3 separate regions of the Mus musculus genome follow, and all the other regions are linked to region 3. A link is a contact called in public HiChIP or PLAC-seq and promoter capture Hi-C data. All regions are on one chromosome and are shown on one strand. The core of a region is the stretch at or near the end of the contact, and the rest is flanking DNA. Distances in the headings are between cores, read along the strand shown. Region 1 has its middle 3.9 kb from the start of Gm32930. Region 2 has its middle 14 kb from the start of Gm32871. Region 3 overlaps Gm32549 (a long non-coding RNA gene).

The links. Promoter capture Hi-C pulls out the DNA fragments that hold promoters and counts their contacts. HiChIP or PLAC-seq counts read pairs in DNA pulled down with a chosen protein or histone mark.
Region 1: a promoter capture Hi-C map of embryonic stem cells shows a contact between it and region 3, with 2.8 times the contacts expected there. The contact joins two enhancer-like sites. A contact is called at or near these places in 9 of 39 promoter capture datasets (the C10 cell line, cranial neural crest, embryonic stem cells and 5 more), 1 of 15 datasets of contacts at CTCF or cohesin (pro-B cells), 14 of 484 Hi-C or Micro-C datasets (the N1E-115 cell line, cerebellum, cerebral cortex and 5 more), 12 of 115 datasets of contacts at active chromatin or transcription factors (astrocytes, embryonic basal ganglia, embryonic forebrain and 6 more) and 2 of 9 other capture datasets (adipose tissue and pancreatic islet).
Region 2: an H3K27ac HiChIP or PLAC-seq map of embryonic stem cells shows a contact between it and region 3, with 12 read pairs. The contact joins two enhancer-like sites. A contact is called at or near these places in 5 of 484 Hi-C or Micro-C datasets (the N1E-115 cell line, cerebral cortex, cortical neurons and 1 more) and 3 of 115 datasets of contacts at active chromatin or transcription factors (all in embryonic stem cells).

What each region holds. Positions count from the first base shown.
Region 1 is chr4:138,858,168-138,860,867 of GRCm38.p6, forward strand. It overlaps a transcript of Pla2g5 not described here. Among named protein-coding and RNA genes, the nearest start is that of Gm32930, 3.9 kb to the right of the region's middle. Within about 2 kb of position 1,289, at least 27 of the 459 cell types and tissues checked have an H3K27ac peak or open chromatin away from gene starts, as enhancers often do. A contact at or near this core is called in embryonic stem cells, where this site is marked.
Region 2 is chr4:138,793,200-138,795,899 of GRCm38.p6, forward strand. No RefSeq gene overlaps it. Among named protein-coding and RNA genes, the nearest start is that of Gm32871, 14 kb to the left of the region's middle. Within about 2 kb of position 1,427, at least 24 of the 459 cell types and tissues checked have an H3K27ac peak or open chromatin away from gene starts, as enhancers often do. A contact at or near this core is called in embryonic stem cells, where this site is marked.
Region 3 is chr4:138,498,688-138,501,387 of GRCm38.p6, forward strand. Gm32549 (a long non-coding RNA gene) reads left to right here. Exons shown (of 4, transcript XR_390857.3): 2 at 1-3; 3 at 565-738. Among named protein-coding and RNA genes, the nearest start is that of Gm32549, 3.6 kb to the left of the region's middle. Within about 2 kb of position 1,349, at least 7 of the 459 cell types and tissues checked have an H3K27ac peak or open chromatin away from gene starts, as enhancers often do. A contact at or near this core is called in embryonic stem cells, where this site is marked.

The sequences.
Region 1 (2,700 bases), core at 39-2,538, 360 kb after region 3:
TGCCCGTGAGCGTCTGCCTATGCAGTACTTGATCATCTGGGCTAAGTGTGTTTTGGTATTAGTTTCCCATGTAACTAAATTAACTATTAAAAAAAGGGCATAGCTGATGGGGGGGGGGGGCGGGGATCCAATGTGGTGACACCTGCCTGTAATTCCAGTCCAGGTCAGTGAAAGAGTCTGTCTCACAAGGAAGGTGGAGAGGGGGCCGAGGTGTGACCCTGACATCTCTGACCTCTACATGCATTCACACACATGTGTACTGACATCCACATGCAGACTGGGCTACATGTAAACTTGTACACGCGCGGGCACACACACACATCACTGGATACAATTTGTAGAATGTACACCAAGCTTGGTGCATCTCTCCTAGCTCGTAGCAAACGTCAGACTAAGGTGATAACATGAGAGTCCTGGCAGAGATGTTCTTGCCTCATGGAAGACAGTGTGTGAACTGGAAGACCGTCTGTGCCTCTGCAGTCAGCCTGCTTCGCGAGCCACCTGCTGCTGAGTGACAGCCGAGCTTACACAAGGCGGTCTCTCTGTGGGTAGAGGAGTTTGCCATTCGGGGAAACTTGAGTCTGTGTTCCCCCGGCCGTGCTCACTTGTATTTGGCTCAGAAGATGCCATTTATGCCGGCCAACACCTGGATCTCTTGATGGTCTCCTAACCTAATCGTAGTCATGGAGACCATAAACCCAAACAGCTAACTTGCTGGTCCCCTTTCCAATGACATTTTAGACATCTAGCAGGTTCCCATGCCTGGACCACAGTCAACACGTTACCCCGCCCCCACCTCCACCCCCACCCCATCACAGCCTCCTAGCAGGAATCCAGATGTGAAAGGGGACAGAAGTCATGGGTGGACCCTTACCACAAAGCATGAGCACTGACTGCAGCAGGAGCCTTATCTTCATGTCAGGGGCTCTGAGAGGCCCCATCCTCAGCTAGCCTTGGAGAAAAGATCCCCGGGGGTGTATCTGCAGAGGAAGTGAGATTTAAAGGGCCCAAGACTGCCTGAGACTTCTGCCAGGCAGAAGCTCAGCGTTAGAAATGTTATAGAACCCCGTTAGTGTTAATGGTATCCTTATTGCAAGTGCTCCTTTTTAATGTGTCTTTAAGTAAGCTATGACACTGGGCTTTGAGACGGTTTAACGCCTTACTTGACAGCTGATAGACCATTCCCTGGTACCCTGGCCGCCTTGAACTAAGCACGCAGCTACTTTGAGCGCTCCACTGAGCCCTTGGAAGAAGCTACACAGGAAACACAGCTGCTTGCTGCCAAAGCACAACTCTAGGGTTTGACGCCCTCTGCTGGCCTCCACGAGCACTCACACATACAAAGCCGCAGATAGATGCACATATGCAGAGAAATAAAATAAAATAAATCTTTTTTTAAAAAAAAATGCTGTAGAACAAAGTAGCGTCTCTGAGCCTGGGTTTTCTTCTCAGAAGAAAAGTGTAACAAGGCCTTATCGACTTTGTGAGAACCATCTCCCATCCGGCTGCTTCCTGGGGACGGGGCACCCGCCATCAGGAAACAGCCTGAAAAATGACAGAAGATGGGCTTCTGTGCCCGACCTCATTTTCTCCCTCGTGTGTGAGGAAGGGAGGTGCAACGAATGTCATCTGCGCTAAAGAGGACATCAGCAGCTGCATGAAGGATATTTATTACCCTGTAAGCGCTCTACTCTGAGAGGAGTGGCTAGGCTCTTCCCTCCCAAGATGCCTGCCTGCCTGGGCTGCTCAGAGAGAGGCGCGCTCATGGTGTTCCGGCTTCCACCGCAGGGGGCAGCGGAGGGTTGGAACTGGTTAGGAAGTGTTGAATGGACCTCCGCCATGCTCAGATAGAAAAACACTCCTAGGAACGGGCCAGGTGCTCTCTAACACAGTGGCCAAGCTGTCAGCAGAAGGCCAAGTTCCGGGATGTCTTTTCTGTGGGGAAAGAAACAGTGGGGGGATCAGATGCCTGGTTAAGGCTTTAGGGCTACTTGGAAGATTCCAAGACAGATGCCGCGAGCAGCAGAAGCAGTCTCTGTCTTATGGCTGAACTGATGAAGACGAAGGCTTCCAGAAGGAAGGCTTATTAAACGGGATGCGGCAAAGCTGGTGGGAGGAACAGGGTACGGCAGAGCTGGTGCGGGGACCACAATTGGAAATTTGCGCGTCACAGAAAATGAAGACAGACACACACAGTGGTGGTTGGGGAGGCCTGAAAGACCAGGAAGTCAAGGGTGTGCCTGTACTTGATTGACAGCTGATGCTGGAGCAGATCTTGGGTAGAAAAGCTGCCAAGGGAGAGGGAGCCAGGGTTCTGGCCTCCCAGTGACAGAGCTCAGGGGGTTGGGGAGGGGGAGCAGATGGGCAAGGGCCAGGGAGGCAAACTGAGATCCCCAGGACCAGGAGTGTCCTTGAACTACTTGAAAGAGCCCAGGGGACCCACAGTGCCTGGCAATCTAAATATCTGTTAGTCAATTTGAGTGGAGAAGGGGAGGAGGAGGAGGAGGAGGAGGAGGAAGGAGAAGAAAAGAAGAAGAAGAAAGGAGAAGAAGGAGAAGGAGGAGAAGGAGGAGAAGGAGGAGAAGGAGGAGAAGGAGGAGAAGGAGGAGAAGGAGGAGAAGGAGGAGAAGGAGGAGAAGGAGGAGAAGGAGGAGAAGGAGAAGGAGAAGGAGGAGAAGGAGGAGAAGGAGGAGAAGGAGA
Region 2 (2,700 bases), core at 177-2,676, 290 kb after region 3:
TGAGCCCATCTAAGGAGGCAGGGGATGGGTAGACACCCGGTGCTGGCTGGCTGGCTAATTTGTATAGCTGGATTGAGAGCTTCAGATTCAGTGAGAGCCTCCCAGGATCACCTACCCTCTGGCAACACACACACACACACTCACACACGGGAATATATGAGTACATGTGTGCACACATGCAGAAATACACACACAGAGAGGGAGGATTAACTGGGAGGGAGATTGGCTAGGAAGGGAAGGGGGCTGAGGGAGATCAGAAGAGGAAGGAGGACCCCTGCTGGGGAGGATGGAGATGACACACTGTCTTGAAGAGGAAGGTCTGGAGCAGAGCCTTGGTGTAGAAGACTTTGCTGGTTAGGTGGAGCTGGTGCATAGGGCCCGATACACACACAGGCAAAGGGTGGAGTGTGGGAATGGGCAGCCACTGGGAGCAGTTGCAGGCTTGTTTGCCCAGTGTTCAATTAGAGTCTCCCTGACAGCACTGTCTCACTCACAACGGCCGTCTTCCTCCTGAAATCTCACTGGTGCTTCCCTATAGGAGAACTCTGGTCACATCCACTGAGGTAATCCATGAGGCTCAGGAGAAGAGAGGGGAGGGGCTCCTCCTTACCTCTGGCTCACAGCTGTCCCAACTCTCCTTCCTTGTGTTTAGGGGCTGACATTGCAGTTAAGAGTGTTCAGGCTTGGTTTGGTGATCCGCTCCCATGACACACACCATTTATCAAGTGCCGACTGTATGCCAGGCAATAGGATGTGTGCTTCCAACCGGTAGCACATTATCAGGTAGACATGCCCAGCAAACTAATGAAGGTGTTTATGAGCTCACTAGACAGCCATAGAACTGAGGCACAGAGAACAGAAATCAAAGGCCTTAGGTCACCTGTGGAAGCTGTGAGCCGCATTCTGGTTTTGGATTGTTTATTTGTTTTTAAGGTTGCTTTCGTGTGTGTGTGTGTGTGTGTGTGTGTGTGTGTGTGTGTGTGTGTATGTCTGTGCGCATGTACATGTGAATACAGATGCCTGAGAAGTCCAGAAGAGGGCAGGCACTGGATCTCCTAGAGCTGCACATACGGGCAGTTGTGAGCTGCCTACGATGGGAGCTGGGGAGACTAAACTCAGATCATCCGCAAACGCACCAGATATGCTGAACAGTGAAACCATCTCTCTAGCGCCCTCAACCTCTTTGAGACAGAGACTCAAGTAGCCCAGGCTGTCATTGAACTCTGAAATTGAACACTGAACTCAAGGTCAGCCGAAGATGACCTTGAACCCCTGAGCCTTCTGCCTCTGCATCCCAAGTGCTGGGAATACAGGAATACACCACCACGCCCAGCAATTGTCTACTTTTGATAACTCTTGATTGAAGCATTAAGACAGAAGGCCAACCATGTGACCACCTCTTATTCAAACAGCCAGGTGCTTGTAGAAAGCGTAGGTGAACATTAGCAAGACAAACCTGGACCTTCAGCAAGACAAACCTGGACCTTCTCACACAATCCACCAATCGTATCTTAAGTAACGTGGCAGGTGGGGGGCAGGGTGTCAAGGCTTCTGTGTTTCCTGCCCACATCCCCAGCCCCATGTCCTATACATTCCTGCTGTCCTTTGCTGGTGGCATTGCATGTGGCTTTATGACTTGGTAGATACAGCAACAAATTAGCTATGCCCATCAGAAGGAATGTCTCAACAGAGTCCAGGCCATGAGACCCCTGGAGCTGCTTCTTAGACAGCAGACCTTTGAAAGAAAGAATTAAAATTCAATGTCCATGACTCATGCAGCTTGCTAGTTAGGAGGGCTTTTTGAGCCTAGAGCAAAGAACAAAGGCTGTAAAGTCATCCCAGGAACCAACTAGCCATAAAGATAGGGAAGACATAAAAGAATGTCCTGACTGGCCCAGCGCCTCCCTATCCCCCGCCCTTCTGACCTAAGTTAAATGTTAACTGGATGCTCTGCTGTTACCTCGATCTGCACATACAGTCTGCTGATATTTAAATGAACCAATCATGTGAAACCGCGCCAATTCCTCCCCCAGCCCCAGACTCATTTCTATAAAAACCCCTAGCTTTTGAGCCATGTGGCCGACAACTGCTGTCTCCTGTGTGAGATACATTTCGGCCCAGAGCTCCGTCATTAAACTACCTCGTGTGTTTGCATCAAGACAGTCTCTAGTGTTTCTTTGGGTGCACACCGAATTGGAAATTGAGTGGGGGGGTTCCCCACTTGGTTCTTTCACATTGTGTTATTGTAAAGTGTGTTTCAGTTGGAGGTGACCGTGCACACCTGTAACCCCATCCTGGTCTACATGGCAAATTCCAGGCCAGCCAGGGCTATATATCAAGACCCTGTCACCCTAATCCCCCAGGACAGAAAGAAAGATGGATGGAAAGAAGGAAAGACAAGACAGCCAGACAGACAGGCAGTCAGGCAGAAAAAAGGAAGGGAGGGAAGAAAGAAGGGAAGGAGGGAGGGAGAGAGATGGGGGGAGAGACGGGAGGGAGAGGGAGAGACAGAGACAGAGAGAGAGAGAGAATTCTGGCTAGTCATCAGGTCTGTCCAGCAGACCTGTGGGACAGTAGGGTGATGTCTTGTGAACTGAGAAGTGTTCCCGTTTGGGTCCCTCTGACCAGGTCATGACCAAGACAAGAAAGTCCCTGTTGCTGGCCCATTGCAAAGCAAGAGAGAAGTGCAGTTCTGATAGC
Region 3 (2,700 bases), core at 99-2,598:
AAGGTGAGCCTTCTCATCTCCGTTCACCTCCTAACCTCAATAATTCCTCCTGTCTGCCATGGACAAAGGTTCCTTTACCAGGGGATTCTGGGACCTACAAATAGACAACCCCATCCTCTCTGTATATCTGTCTGTTTGGGAATTAGCTATACAGAACTGGCTGGCCTTGAACTCTCACAGTATTAACAATTTCAAGCATTTAACATGCACATGCATGTTTATGTGAGCAGACGTGTGTGTGTGTGCTCTTGTATATATGTATAACCCAGAGGTCAGTTTGGGGCATCATTCCTCAGGGGCGATCCACCATGTTTTTTGAGGCAGAGTCTCTCCCTGGGACCTAGAGTTTTGTTTTTTTTTGTTTGTTTGTTTGTTTTTTTGTGGGGGGGGTAGCCTATTTGGCTACTCTGGCTGGCCATGGAGTCCCTGTCTCCACTTCCTCTTCCTTGGGATTTGAAGACTGTATACCATTGTGCCCAGTTTTTTAAACTGTGAGGTCTGGGGACTGAACTTGGGTCCTTGAGGAGTACAAATTGGACTGACAGAGCCATCTTTCCAATCCAGACGGCATGGAATGTTTGGACACCAGGGAAGAGGGAGAACTACCCAGAAGGCAGAGCTGACTGTGGGAGTTTGGAGGAAAGCTGTACTGGCCCAAGGGAGACTCAAAACCATGGAGCTGCAGGCAGGCATCTACTGTTGCTCCACAAGAAAGGATAGCGAAAGATGTAGTTTCCGGTAAGTGCACGTCACTATGGAATCCTTTTGATTAAGCGGTAGAAAAGAAAGAGATCCTTAGCCAGGCAGTGGTGGCACATGCCTTTAATACCAGCAGTTGGGAGGCAGAGGTAGGTAGAAATCTTGAGTTTGAGACCAGACTGGTTTATAGAATGAGTTCTAGGACAGCCATGGCTACACAGAGAAACCTTGTCTCAAAAAACCAGACAAACAATGCCCCCCCCCCAAAAAAACCCCAAAAGAGATCCCTCAGCTAGCTTCACCGGTAGAGTGGAGGGTCAGATGAGAACCTCACACACACCATCGTAGAGTGTCAAGACTGAGTACAGTGACTTAAGTAGGGCAGGACGCAGTTGGACCCAACCACCAAGTGTGCGCTTAAGATGGGCTTAGGCAAAAAGAGGGATTTGTTGATCCATGAAACTGATTTTAGGCATGGCTGGATCCAGGTGCTTGAACCATGCCCTCAGGCCGGCCTTGTTCTCCATGCAGGTCCTCTTTCCTGAAGCTTTTGTTCAAGTTTCAAGGGAAGCCCCCAGGTGTCCACCTGTATTGGCTCAGCTTGGGTCAGGTGCTCACGTTAGAGCCAATCCCTGCTGCTTGAGGGGATTTGGTGTTCTGATTGGTCAGCTCTGCGGTCCTTTTTCTGGGCAATCTGTGGCCTTAAAGAGCCAGACAAGGTGCAGGAATAACTTTGTCTGTGAGCTCACTCTGTGCACTTAGTGGGTGTGGCCGTGGTGGAGAGGCGGCAGCCCCAGCAGCAGCCAGAAAAGGGTAACGGTCAGGATCGTGGCTGATCTGAGATCTGCCAAAGTGGGTTCTCTCCAGTGACTGTGCGACACTTCCTGCTCCCTGACTTTCTATACTCGTGCAATTGCTAGCCCCATCCCACCCCATTCACCCTGAAATGTTCCCACCCTAATAACCTCCACTACCACCACCATGTCCTACCAGGCTGCAGGTACAGCGCCCTCAAGGACTCTGTTGCTGATCTCCATCCCAAGGCTCCTCCCCTCTCTACAGAGGAGACTGTGAGCTCTCTTAAAAGCCCTAGGCCAAGGGCCTGGAGCAATGGCTCAACTTCTAAGAGCGCTTGTGCAGAGGACCCAGGTTCAGTTCCCAGAACCTACATGTCACCTCACAACCAGCTGTAACTACTGTTCCAGGAGATCCAGCATTTCCAGTAGACACTGCGCGAGCGCGCGCGTGCGCGCGCGCACACACACTTACACACACACACACACACACACACACACTTACACACACACACACACACACTTACACACACACACACACACACACACACACACACACACACACACACACACACACACACACACACATACACACAGAGGCAAAACATCCACACATAGAATAAATATTAAGCCGGGCAGTGGTGGCACACGCCTTTAATCCCAGCACTCTGGAGGCAGAGGCAGGAGAATTTCTGAGTTCAAGGCCAGCCTGGTCTACAGAGAGAGTTCCAGGACAGCCAGGGCTACAAAGAGAAACCTTGACTCAAAAAACAAAAAAACAAAAATAACAAAAACAAAACTATATATATATATATCCAATAAAACCTTAGGTCAGTTGTCCTGGGAGTTTTCATCGGGGGCCTGAGGAGGTAGAATATGACGTGCAAGCATGAAATCCTGGCTCCATGTCCAGCTCTGAAACAGCTAGTGGCTCTCCGCTGTTCTCAAGATGAGACCCAAGCTGTGGACCCTTTCCCCTGTCCCTTCTCCCTATACACTCTGCACGTGGGCTTTTCCTTCCAGCCTTCAGACAGCATCCCTGACTCATCCCTGACGCCATCCCTTTGTATGTGCCATTGCATCTGCCCCAGCTTCTCATCTCTCTTCTGCTGGCTCATTTCCTGCTTTCAGTTGGATGTCTCCTGGCCATTCTTTTTGAGATAAAGGTCTCGTGAAGCCCAGGTTTGCCTCAACCTCTTGTAGGTAA